Linked DNA regions of Mus musculus: all the other regions are linked to region 3. The links are chromatin contacts, called in public promoter capture Hi-C maps. All regions are on one chromosome and are shown on one strand. The core of a region is the stretch at or near the end of the contact, and the rest is flanking DNA. Distances in the headings are between cores, read along the strand shown.

Region 1 (4,018 bases), core at 955-3,454, 270 kb after region 3:
GTTATACCACTTGTCTGCCTTCCAGATGACTGTCAGCTTTGGTCTTGGTTTTGTCTGGCTGATCTTTGTATATTGATGCTCTGATTTTTCATTATAAGGCTTTCTGCTTTGGTAAATTTCATTAAGAGTTCACTCAGTCTGGCCTATTAGACTTGACAGTCCGTACTTGCTCTTCCATTTGAGCCATTGTTAGTGGTGTCAGTTTTAGACAGTTTGTTAAAACAAGAGATTGCAGTTTGACTGTCAGACCTGTCTCCTGGTGCTTTTATTTGGTTAGTACAATCTGTGAATTGTTGATGAATGCATCTAGTTAAGTCATAAACTAACATTTGGTGGGAGAAGTGCATATGATCATCCAAGAGCTAAGATTTAATCTCATCTTGTTTGATTTTCGTTTTCTACTATTTTTCCCTTTGCATAAGGGATGCTAACCTTTGCCTGTCCACTGTTGTATTAGAGTATGTGAGCTGCTGTGTGAGTTCTGGAATTGAACTCGGGTTCTCTAGAAGAGCAGATAGTGCTTTTAACCACTGAGCCATCTCTCCAGTCTCACCCAACACTGTGCTGTTCTGGAACTCACTCTGTAGACTAGACTGGCTGGCCTGGAACTCACAGAGATCCTCCTGCCTCTGCTTCATGAGCCCGAGCTCTGGGCTTGAGGCATGTACCTCACTGCTCCAACCCAAGATTCTTAGCAGGGACTTCAGATATTTAAACCAAGATAGAATCTGTCTCTCAACTCCAACTTAATTTATTGATGATGATTTTAATATGAGACCAGTCAACACAATTTTGTAGCCATGCTGCTTTGAGTTCAGGCTGTGCAGAAAGCTAATATATCCAGAGTTACAAAAAACACACACATATTTTTTTTTCCTTTGATACTTTCAGTTTTGCAAGCTATTTTGAAATCTACCCAGTCCCTGCCACAACTACTTGATTCTTGTCATTTTAGCCCCCAAACAGCAATAGGCAGTGTTTACTTGGTGGAGTATAGCTGTGTTTATAAAGATAATTAGCATCGTTTGTTTCCCCTGTGCTGATGAGAGTGGCAGACTTAGTATTCCAGTTGACTATGGAAGAAGAAAGACCATCAAAAAAGATATTTTTGGCTCTGTGGAATGCTCTGAACCCATATCTTAAATATAGGGTTTTCTCTCTGTTGTTTCAGTCTTCATTTAAAAGATAAGAAACATATACTTGTTTTTAGTCACAGAGTGGGAGAGTAGAGCAGAGAGTTCCACATGGGTAACTTTGTACCTTCACCTACCCCTCCCTCCTGTAGCATCTCTGATCCATAGGAGATGCACCCAAAACACTGACTCAGACTCCAGTTTGATAAGGTGGAATTGTGAACAGTTTCACCACTCAGTAACCAATAGTAATCCTTAACCTCATTGTTCTCCCTCAGTTTACCCAACTGGTGCTGTTCAGAGAACAGGGTGTGGCTAGTGATTTCTTCTCTTTCCTGTACCTCCTTTCCTTCTCTTGACCTTGAACTCTTGTCTTTATGATGCTACACTGGAGACTAATTGACAAGCTTTTGGGTATGACCTCATTGCCATAAGTTTGTTATATTAGTGATCTGTAGCCTTTCAGAAAAACAAAACATTTGTATGGAGGCTATAGTGTTTCAAAGAATGCTTAGTTCATCCTTTCTTATGAGCTGAAGAAACTGAAGCCGGGACATATCATCAGTCATACACATCACTTGGCAGCAGAGCCTGGGCTAGCAACCTGGTTTCTTGGCTTTTGACTCAATGCATCTTCAAGCAATTTTTCCACATAGGAGAAAAGACATTGATGTTTTTTTAACCTAAAAAATAATAAACATTATAATAAATGATAAGCTATCATAACACAGTATAAGCAACATGATGGGACTCTTAACTATACTGGGATTATAAAGTATGGTAGGTGCATTTGTTCAGCTCTATTCATGTTCAAAAGTAATTTTGTGTAATTAAAATTAACCATATGAAGCTTTTCTTTAAACATCTGAATAAGAGGTGTATAGAAAATTTGCTCTCACTTGAATACCTAAGATCAGTCTCTAATCTGTTTTTGTTCTTTTGTTCTTAAAAACCTTACAGAAAGATGAGGTCTACCTTAACCTGGTGCTGGACTATGTTCCGGAGACAGTGTACAGAGTCGCCAGACACTATAGTCGAGCCAAGCAGACACTCCCTGTGATCTATGTCAAGGTACGTGACGACGGAACGAACCCCTTCTAGTTTCCAGAACATTTTGTGTGAGCCATGGGTAAGGTTGGGATGTGTCAACCCCATTGACACTGGTTACTCCTTGTAAAAACAGCAAGCTTTAGATTGTGTTGAATTCTTACACAGTTTTATAGCATGGAGTCCTCTTAAGGCTTTCATTACTCTGCAGCGGAAAAAGGTACTTGCTGTGCAAGGCTGATAACCGGGTTCTGTTCCTGGAACCTACTCAGGTAGAAGAGAAGCAGCTGCCTGAAGTTGTCCTTAACCGTCCACGTGTGTGGCTCGTGCCCCTGCACACACATGCTCATGTGATAATTGAATTGAGATAAATCTTCTGATAAAATAGAGTAAAGTTCACTTAAGGATTTGAATTGTGTTAGCCCTTGTGTGTGTGCTGTGGGGAGGTGAAGCTCAGGTGAAGGCCGGAGGCAGACACTGTGCTTTTTTTTCACCTTTCCTTTGAACTGGTCTCTTCCTGACCCCTATATAAGCTTTTAGTTGGGGCTTGTCTCAGTCGCTCTTCCTACCCAGGGCTGGGCTGGCAGCCAAGTGTACCTACTCTCAACTTTGTTCATGGTGCTGGAGATTCAGGGTGGGGTTTTGGTGTTTGTACAGCAAATACTCTTACCAGTGAGACATCTCCCAACCCCATAGCTTTGTTTTCATTTTCGATGTCTTCATTGTGCCACATACCAAAACAAACCACTAAATAAATGTAGAGTTCATTTCATATTCATTTGTAATGCTTTATTACCATTTGTAGATATATTTGTTGCATTCATCGTAGAGATTTAAACTGTCAGTTTTAAACAGATTATATTATTTAGTTTTTGGTATCGAATATTAATTCCCTCTTTTTTTTAAATGTAACTACAGCAGTGTAGCTAGGGATTTATATAGTATAGTCCTAGTTACAGTTGTGGTAGATGATTGGAAGCATATATTTTTCTTTTTAGAGGTGAGATAGGGGAGGGATGGATAGGGTCTTACCCTGTAGTTCAGACCACCCTGGAACTTTTGATACTTGTAGCAGGTCTCCTGCTTCAGCTTCCTGAGTGCTGAGATTATAAGTGTGAATTACCAAATCTAGTTAGAAACATATATTTAATATCTGTGCTGTTAAACTAGGAGTTAGGTTTGTTTTTCTGTTTCTCAATGACAGCAGTCTAATTCCATATTTACCCCGCAGCTGACATGGAGCTGACTTGGAGAGGTCACAATGCTGCCACTTCCAACTCAAAGTCATTTACAGCAGGGGGAGGGAGCATACTGACAGGAATGTGGGCTTCCAAACTCTCTGGGGATCCTGAGTAAATCATCTTAGGGCCATGGAGAGAGGAAGATTATTATTCATGTGGGGTCCTGAATGGGTCCAGACTTTTCCCAGAACAAGATTTAGTCCCTCCTTTTGTCCTTTATGGGTTTTCTAGCAAGTTCTAGCGTCAGGTAGTAGAGCAGACAGCTGTGGAAAGTAATGATACAGAGCTGCCATTCTTTCTTAGAAGTTTATTTTTAATTGAGAAAAATGTTAAAAGGACAAGGTATAAGTGCATAGAGAGTTGAATTTAATTTAATTCCAAAATGCTGACATAAAGATGTTATGTATACATTTTTGTCATGGTTCATTTTGAAGGCTTTAACTTGTGTAGCTTGATTTAAATTAACATTAAACCTGTCTAGTCTTAGCACTTTTCTCACACCTCTGAAGGAAAGTAGCTTTCATGTTAATTTCAGTAGTGTCAGTCCTAAGCAATACAGTCTGAAAAGATGGTGTCTTTGTCAGTACTTCTTCTGTT
Region 2 (4,236 bases), core at 413-2,912, 260 kb before region 3:
TAAACGATTAATGGGGCAGCTAAGGAGGCAGGTGTCTCTATTTCTATTAGAGATGCGAAATGGAAACTTCCCTGGGTTACAGAGATCAAAAAACAGACGACTGGGGGTTCAAACTTCACATCTGACTGAGGCCTTACTCTAGTTACTTTTAAAAAGTTAAACAAACAAACAGGCCCCGTGTTGTGGTTCATGCCTTTAATGTGAGCACTCACAAAGCGGAGGCAGGTTGATCTCTGTGAGTTCAAGGCCAGCCTGTTCTACATACTGATTTCCAGGACAGCCAGGGCTGCTGTATATTCAGACCCTGTCTGAAAAAAAAAAAAAAATAGTAACAATCCCATGCTATCTAGCTTATAGTATAGAACAGGTGTATCTCTTTCACCATGTAAACAAAGGTCTGCTTGAGGATACTCTATCTGTGCAGAAGGTAATATAAGTCACACAGACTAGGGTGTGTGACCTGTTTCTGGGTGTCACTGTCCATACAGTCTCATCTAGAAAGCCAAGAGACTAACACAGTAACCTCTGTGAATGACTGCGACATTTAATTTTTTTAAATGTCTTTCAGACCAGGCATGGGTTTCAAGTGGCAGTAACCCCAGTATGTGAGGCTGTGGCTGGAGGACCTGGCATTCTGAGCCACCTGGAGACTAGCATTGAACCTGACCACTTTGTGTAACTTTCCCTTGGTTGTTCTAACTTTCAAAAATGATAGAGAATATGTATGCAATTGTTGGAAAATCTTTATTTAAAAAAAAATCCCATTTGAGATATTTAGACAGCTTTTACAGAAGAAACTGTCTAAAAGCACACTTGCCAAAATATTTTTTTAGTGATGTATGTTACATACATAGTAATGCTACGTACTTTCTTGTTTGATTTCACAAATCTGACGGATGCACACCATTTTCCACGAGAACACAAAAAAGCTATGGTTTGAGAGGGATTACGTAAATTGCCCAGGGATCATAGTTGGTTATTATATGGGGCCATGAGGTCTGCTTCCAAAGCCGAATGCATCAAAGCCTCAGCTTCTATAACACACTTCATTTGAACAACCCCTATTCTCAAGAGAAAGAAAGAAGTGTCCTTGAGAGTTAGGAGCTGAATGGCACAAAACAGCTTTTTATGCAGTACACTTGGGAGAACCGGGCTTGAGCACGCCCTTTTCGAGGAAGATACTGTGCTAGATTAGTCAGTCATGTGTTAATCTGCCTCAAAAGATATGAAGGACCATATTATGGCCATGTTTCAGACAAGAAAGCCGAGACTATGCAGAGTGGAACAAGTTTCTCTAAACCAAGGGGGAAGCCGTCCGATCCCTTTGACCACTGAGCCGAAGGCCGAAGTTGAAGGGCCAAGGGCTGTGCGGCTCGGGGCCGGTGTCCAGCACACGGAGGGAGCTGGGCGGCCCCGCGTGTGCCCACGCGAGATGCGGCTGCCCCGGCCCACAGTCCCGCCCGGCCCCACTCACGATGTGCGACACGCGTTTGGGGTCGTTGTACTGAAGCAGATACTCCCGTTTAAGCCGGGCCCTTATGCTCAAGCGCTCGACCTGCGCCCTTCTGGTCTCCGGAGACACGTCATACTCGGCAGGGTCGAGGGTACTGGGGAGAGTGGCCAGGGGCGCAGGCTTATACTTGGAACCCGACATCTTGACTCCCGGCGCACATCTGCGCCTGCGCGGATATGAGGGCTGCCCTCTCGAGTCTGACCTTCAGGCTCAGGAAGTGCGCCTGCGCGCGCACAAGGCGCTCTGGCAGGAAGGGGCGGGAGAGGGGTGGGGTTCGAGGCTGGGTGGAGCCTTTGCCAATCCTCCTTCACGCCCTCGTCCCGCGTATTCTGCGCGTGCGCACTGCTTCTCGTTTTGCCTCCTCTTGTCTGGTGGTAAACTCCTTTTCTCTCTGTGCTACTACTTGTTTGCAGAACTGATTTCCTGAAGTTGAGTAGACTAGAGGAGACTGGGAAACTGGGTTGTCTGTGACTCCTGAAGTCCTACAGTCCAGGGTGGGTTCTTCCAACCTGGGTGACCTTGTCATTAGTCAAGGTCATTAGTGTCTCCCAAATTTCCTTTTTCTTACCCTGGAGAAATGACCTTGACTCTGCACTCCTAGCAAGGTTGTTGGAATTAAATGAGACATTGAAAACAATGAAATTGCTTTTCAAACATTTCCCTAGCTACGCCCCACCCCAAACAAAAAAGAGAATAAGCTTTCTAAAGGTTACCACTTTAGGACCAATCCACTGTTAACCCCAAAGATGGGAGGAGAAAGACCACCGACTCAGATCATCTCGTCCAGATTAATTAAAGTCAGGTTTTTATTCCTGTACACGAGCTGCCTCCCCCTGCCTCCTCCTAAGGCAAGGTTCATTGGATGTGAGGAAGGCTTTTATAGCTCAGAGGTAGAGGAGTTCTAAATGGGGGATTTGTGGCAAAATAGGAGTTACAGGAGCAGAATATAGGCATAATAAGTTAGTCTCCTGAAACAAAGACACAAAGGCAGTCATAACAGCAGGTAGTCATACAAGGTACCCATACAAACCTTTTGCAAGATAAACATTAACTTTTTGAAACAAAAATGTGAGTGCTATTCCTGGAACAGGCAGTACAGAACCATTTGTAGTTAAGGTTACAGGTGGGGCATAGCCCAATCTTTGATTAATTAACAGCTTTAATTCATCAAGTTAATTTGTTTAACTTAGTTTGTCTTTACTATCAGATGGCTTTTAAACCTAAGATGGAGGCAGACTGGTTCTTCACCACCTAAGTATAAGCTTATCTTTTGAAGACATAAAATACTGTTTAAAAGGAGAGTGGGGTTACAGAGCAAGTTTTACCTGGCTGTAGTAGATCAGAAAATAATAAAGAATGAAACTCCTGAGTAAATACCTTAGTGAAAATGCAAACAAAACAAAACAAAAACACCTCTCTTAAATCCTCAGCACTCCTCAGGTGCTGAAAGTAAAAGACATCCTTTCAGATAGGAAAGTAACAAGCAGAATAACAGTGCATTCCCGCAAACCCTTGGGAGGCTGAGGCAGGAGCTCTGAGCTCAAGGCCGGCCTGGGGTACACCACAAACCTCTGTTTCAAGAGAATAAGAACAGGAAAGATGATTTGGAGAGTAAATGAAGGTAACATGCAGCTCTCAGCATCTCTGCACCTCCCGCTCCCATCCCCCCTCCAATGCTCCACCCCCTGTCACCACCCCTCCTTACTCCCTCCCACTCACACTCCTCACTCCCCCACCCCCACCCCCACACACTATCACTAAGGGGAAAGATCAACTTCAAGGCACACAGCAGGGTCCTTAGCTTCCCATAAAACACTCCTCAGGAGGCAACAATGGAAACAATAACACCAACAAGGAAAGCTAGATCAAAAAAGAGCTTCAACTTGGCTCAAACTTCCGGGGACATGTAGGTATGTGGGGGGAGTGGTTGCTAGGCAGTGACAGGGCCTAGAAAGTGTTGGCACTGAAGTGATGAGCAACAGCACTGCTGTCAAATTTATTCAACACTCTAATACTGTTTTAAAATATTTATTAAGCACCCCTGCATGAAGCATACCTTACACCATTCCGTCTTAGTCAATCTTCTGGGCTCAGTAGAGAAATTACACAAGAAATGGAAGCTGGATCCTTGTTATCCGCCCCCCCCACCCCCCCACCCCCCCACCCCCCCGTAGCTGACAGTCATGCAGTGAACAGGCAGAGCAGGATATCTGCAAAGTAGTTCCATGTCCAAATGAATATGAAGCTAAATCGACTCATAAGAAAGCCTGCTTCAGGGCAGTAGAAAAATTATTACACTCAATTTAAAGAAGGGGGGCGGGAGGGACGGGGATGGAGAAGGGGAGGAGAGGGGAAATGGGGGGGGGGAAGAAAGTTGTTCTCAAAGATGCAGGTTTAGGATGTAAAATTCTAAATAATAAATAAGATTTTAAAAAACCCTTTTAAGACATTGATATGGGAAGAGAAGGTGAAAAGAATAAAGGAATTCAGGGAGTATGTGAGTATAAGCTGCCCATTTACAAAGTTGGAAAGGGATGTATTTGTGAAAGAGAAGCATTATTAAAGTGAAATATTTGCATGCGTTTAAGGGGTTATTCCTGTGCTTTTGAGTTCTCATAAACATGACTCAAGATGACTGTTAAAGGCCTGGGATTTGGCTTTGTTTTGCAGGGACATACAATTCACTGAGTGCTTACTGTGTATCACATGCTACTCTGTTCTAT
Region 3 (4,410 bases), core at 1,885-4,384:
AATGTGGTGTGTATGTATGGTAGAGTACTGTTCAGTCAAAGAATAATGAAGGGCTGGAGAGACGGCTCAGTGGTTGCAAGCATGCTGCTCTTGCAGAGGCCCAGAGTTCAATTCCCACACCCACATCAGGGTTCATAATCACCTGGAACTTGAACCTCATAGGATCTATGTTATCTTCTGGCCTCTATCTCCATGGGTACCCATATGTACATGCGCATATCTACATGGACATGAATAAAAGTGACAAATCTGTTTTGAAAAGAATAATGAAATTATGTCACTTGTAGTAAAATAGGTGAGGATACATAATTTCAATTTATCTGAATTTGTTAACATTTAAAAACATATTTTGAGTAAATAGACTTACATTACATTCTTCTTTCCCTTTTGTACCCCAACTCCTCCCAGCGAGCCCCCAAAAACTTGTAACACCTTTAGTTTTTTATCATATTCTTTAAAAATTTATAAAATATTGTAACAATAAAAATGAGTATTATAAAAGTTGTTTGATTTAAAACAACAATCAATTGAACAGTCTTATGTAGATGTTTTAAACCTGTTTTTTAAAAAGATTGTGATCACATATTTGGGAGACTGAAGCAGGAGGGCTGCCATAGGTTTGAAGTTGGCCTGAGATACATGCCACGTGAGTCCTGTTTCAGGAAATTATATATGATATATATTTCAATATATAATTTATAGTAATAAAATATAATTTAATTTAACAAATTTTAATTCATTAATACATTTATTATTTAATACATTTAAACCTTTTAAAAGTAAAATAAAAGCATGTGTGGCCAGTGCCTTGGGAGAATGATGCCGAGGTAAAAGCATCCTTTGTCTTGTACACTCTGGAAGTTGCTAGGGTGACAGGAAGATACACCCCGTTGGGGCATACAACCCAACCTAGCGCTGTTACAGACACAGAATGCTGGGAAGGAGACATTAACTCATCTCACAGATCTGAATGATAAACTCTGGAAGAATGATGCTGACAAGGCATTTGCTTCAGACATTGAAGGTTGGGGGGAAGGGCAAGTCAACAGGTAAAGATGTGGATGAGGGAAGTGGGGAGGACTAAAAGAAACAGATGAATTGGCTTGACAACCCAGGGTGTGTGTATTCAGAACCCAGCAGTTAAGCTTGAGTGGACCGAGGGTTGGAAAGCCAGCCTGCTCGCCCCAATTGTGAGAGCTCAGGCTTAGAATTGCACAGGGGCCTCACTGTGAGCTTAGGGGGGTGGTTTGCTTGTTTTATTATGAAAGTGGCGTTCTTAAGTCTGTGCTGATGGTGGGGAGACCGGAGGCAAAAAAAACCTGTTAGGAAACTATTAAAATGATCCAGCCCAAGGTAATTAAAACTTAACAAGGGCAGCAGTGTGGGAATGCAGAGAAGAGTCTCCAGAAACACCTCTTAGGTAAATATGGTAGATCCAGGTGGGAGATGAAAATTGGTGCGCAGTAATTGAGGGGCTGCGGGATAACTCAATGGAAAAAGGACAATGGGGTGAGGGAGAAGGGGGGGGCAAGCTGGAAAAGGGAGTCCGATATAGAAGAGCAGTGAGAGTAACTGGTTATTGTTTTCTGGGGGAGTCTGAGGTAAGAGAACAGGCAACGGAGATCAGAGGGGAAATTCTTAATGGGGAGCGACAGACTCAAGATCCAGCTTTGGACACTGAAGTGAGAGTGATGGAGAAAGACTGTGCCAGAAACGTGACTGTGCGTGCATACACGTGGAGTGCAGAGCACTGATGGTAGTTGTCTCCCTCAATTATGCTCCACAGTGATTCTGAGACAGACACTCCCACTGCACCTAAAGCTTACCAATGTAAACTGGCCGTCCAGCAAACCCCAGAAATCTGCCTGTCCCCTTCGCTGCCTCCAGCCTTGAGATTACAGGCAGAGGCTTTTGTTGGGGAACCCCAGCAGGTCCTCACGCTTCCAGAGTGATTGCTCTACCACATGAGGCATTGTTCCAACATCCCTGTCCTGGGCTTTTAAACTGAGTAACCCCAAAAGTGGAGAATCAAAGGGGGCCTCCCCAATGACAGCATCTAACTGCACAGAACAGAAACTCACATTTTGCTCAGTGTCTCACATTCAGGACAAGATGTGAGAAACACGCATTGTCCTGAATAAAACGTTTGCTTCATTTCTTTCCCCATATTTTCCTCTCCAATGAAGTATTTTCCTGTGAAAAGAAGCCTTTGGGTGAAATAGTGAGGGAGGGGTTAAAAAATTTTAAAGCCAATCCTCCTTACCATGTGTGATCTGAACCCTGAAGTCCTACTCGGTTCCCCCTCCCCTCCTGTCCCTAAAATATGTGGTCAAAATGTGGTGTTTGAAATGCAAGCCTTTAATCCCAGCCCTCCAGCGGCAGAGGCAGTCGAACTCTGTGAGTTCGAGGCCAGCCTGGTCTCCAAAGTGAATTCCAGGCCAGCCAGGGCTGTTACACAGAGAAACCTTGTCACGGGAAAACACATGCACACACACACAGACACACAGACACACACACACGCATTCCTATTATAAGCAACATTCTTGTCTTTCTAAAATAAACACAAGCTCAATGTAAAGAATCAAAAAATGCCCAAATAAAAAATGAAGAATGAGGAAAAAGAAGAGATGAGAGGGAAAGGCGGGGAGTAAGAAAAAGAAGAGGGAAGGAGAAATGCAAAAGGCCAAGGGAAAGCTAATGGATAACCTCCCCCCGTATCAAAACAAAACAAAAACAAAGCAAAACAAAACAAACAAACAAACAAACAAACAAACAAACAAAAAACCAGAAACCGGGATCTGAGACTGAGGAACCAGGCACAGGACCTGCTCCGGAGGTCTGAGCATCCTCGGGCTACAGGGCTCCTCAGACCGGCGCTGCAAGCGGCTCTTTGAGCACAGCAGCAGGAAGTCGCCCAGAGAACCGCTCAAACAGGAGTGGACGTCTTTGGAGGAGTGGAGGATGCGGGAGTAAAGGGACTCCGGAGTAGAGAGGCCTGCAGCCGAGCGCAGGGTCCGGTCGCGGCGCGGGGTGGCGCCAGAGGAGGGACGGCGGTCAGACAGAGGAGGAGGCGACCCGCAGGGCACCGCGCACACCGCACAGCCGCCACTCCGGCTGTCTACGAGGCGATGGGCGCGGTCCGCGTCCCTCCCGCCACCTTCCAAACCCGAGAGCCCACCAGAGACCGGAAGAGCACGCGCGTCCCAATCCCGGCCGCGGGCTCGGCGCATCTCTGCGGACGGGGACCCCGCAAGGTGAGCACAGTGCGCCCTTGAAGACCCCAGATTTTGTAGGACCTCCCTATGGACACAGACACCTCCAGTAAGAAATGGAGAGGGCAGGAGTCCCTTCTCCTATTCAAAACCTGAGCAGGATATTCAGAAATGATTTAAGAAGTCCAAAAAGTAGGGAAGAGCGCGTGGCCACGCATCAGGGATGGCGTTGATAATTTGGGAGGAAAAAGGGGAGGGGAGAGTGAACCCAGTGTGACTTCTCTATTTTATTGAATAAGCAACAAAGTGCTCAAAAAGGAGATCTCAGAACTATTTCCCACACTCGGGTGATTTCCAAGCGTGACCCCAAATCTACCCTGCAGGTGCAAGCTCACCCCGAGGGCAGGGTGGTGAGCTGACGTTCCCCCACCCCCTCTCTGAAGTCTGAGAAGAAAGTTTTACTACACCGCCTATGTTCTGTGTGGAGGCTTTGTTCCTGGGCACTGGAGGAGTGACCCAGGCTCCTGAGCATCCTTGGATCTGACCAGCAGCAGTTTCCAAGCGTGTTGTAGAGGCTTCCACTTAGAAAGTTGGGCATCACGTGCTACTTCCTTAATGCTTTCTGTTACCTGTTAACATTTCGAGATTAAACTGTGTAGGGAAGACGGTGTAGCCACTCTACCCATTTGTTTATTTTCTGGATGCATGAGAACTAGGTACCTCTGATAAACCTGTTTTCCCAGTGTATTCCTTAAACAAGCTGTGGAGGGAGATGCTAAGAGTGTGAATACTTCATTGAAAAAGAAGAGTTTTCAGATGGGAGTTTAAAACCACCATATTTGTTGGTGTGTTAATTAAGCAGCAAGGCCGCCAAAGAGGGTGGGGGAGAAACACCTTTTCTCCACCAATAGCTGGATTCTCCCAGGAGTTGGAACACCAGCCAGGCTTCCAAGTTTGTAGTTTTAACTGCTGCAGAAGGAACAAATGGGTGTATCCAGATAAATGAGGAGGGAATCACTTGTCTGGGGGCTGTAGACACTTTGACTCTGGGATATAAAGTGCCTTGGCAGGCTGGCTTGAGTTGGGACTCTCTCAGAAAGAGAGGGGGCTCCCTGGTCCCATTTTGTCTGTGTGATTCCCCTGCAGGACCACCACTGTATCTGGCATATTCTTTCTGCTTCTCTATCATTGCCCCCAG

The links. Promoter capture Hi-C pulls out the DNA fragments that hold promoters and counts their contacts. Capture Hi-C pulls out chosen DNA fragments and counts their contacts.
Region 1: a promoter capture Hi-C map of liver shows a contact between it and region 3, with 2.8 times the contacts expected there. The contact joins the enhancer-like site here to the promoter of Gpr156 in region 3. A contact is called at or near these places in 9 of 39 promoter capture datasets (the 3T3-L1 cell line, 3T3-L1-derived adipocytes, embryonic stem cells and 4 more), 11 of 484 Hi-C or Micro-C datasets (cerebral cortex, embryonic stem cells, muscle stem cells and 2 more), 7 of 115 datasets of contacts at active chromatin or transcription factors (astrocytes, craniofacial prominence, embryonic basal ganglia and 3 more) and 3 of 9 other capture datasets (embryonic stem cells, liver and macrophages).
Region 2: a contact with region 3 is called in a promoter capture Hi-C map of liver. The contact joins the promoter of Ndufb4 here to the promoter of Gpr156 in region 3. A contact is called at or near these places in 5 of 39 promoter capture datasets (embryonic stem cells, hippocampal neurons, liver and 1 more), 2 of 115 datasets of contacts at active chromatin or transcription factors (bone marrow-derived macrophages and embryonic stem cells) and 2 of 9 other capture datasets (adipose tissue and liver).

Annotation. Positions count from the first base shown.
Region 1 is chr16:38,182,342-38,186,359 of GRCm38.p6, forward strand. It overlaps Gsk3b (glycogen synthase kinase 3 beta), which reads left to right. Exons shown (of 11, transcript NM_019827.7): 4 at 2,094-2,204. Among named protein-coding and RNA genes, the nearest start is that of Gm25617, 26 kb to the left of the region's middle. Within about 2 kb of position 2,205, at least 27 of the 459 cell types and tissues checked have an H3K27ac peak or open chromatin away from gene starts, as enhancers often do. A contact at or near this core is called in liver, where this site is marked.
Region 2 is chr16:37,652,706-37,656,941 of GRCm38.p6, forward strand. It overlaps Ndufb4 (NADH:ubiquinone oxidoreductase subunit B4), which reads right to left and starts at 1,663. Exons shown (of 3, transcript NM_026610.1): 1 at 1,475-1,663. The coding sequence starts at 1,654.
Region 3 is chr16:37,913,362-37,917,771 of GRCm38.p6, forward strand. Gpr156 (G protein-coupled receptor 156) reads left to right here and starts at 3,135. Exons shown (of 10, transcript NM_153394.2): 1 at 3,135-3,254.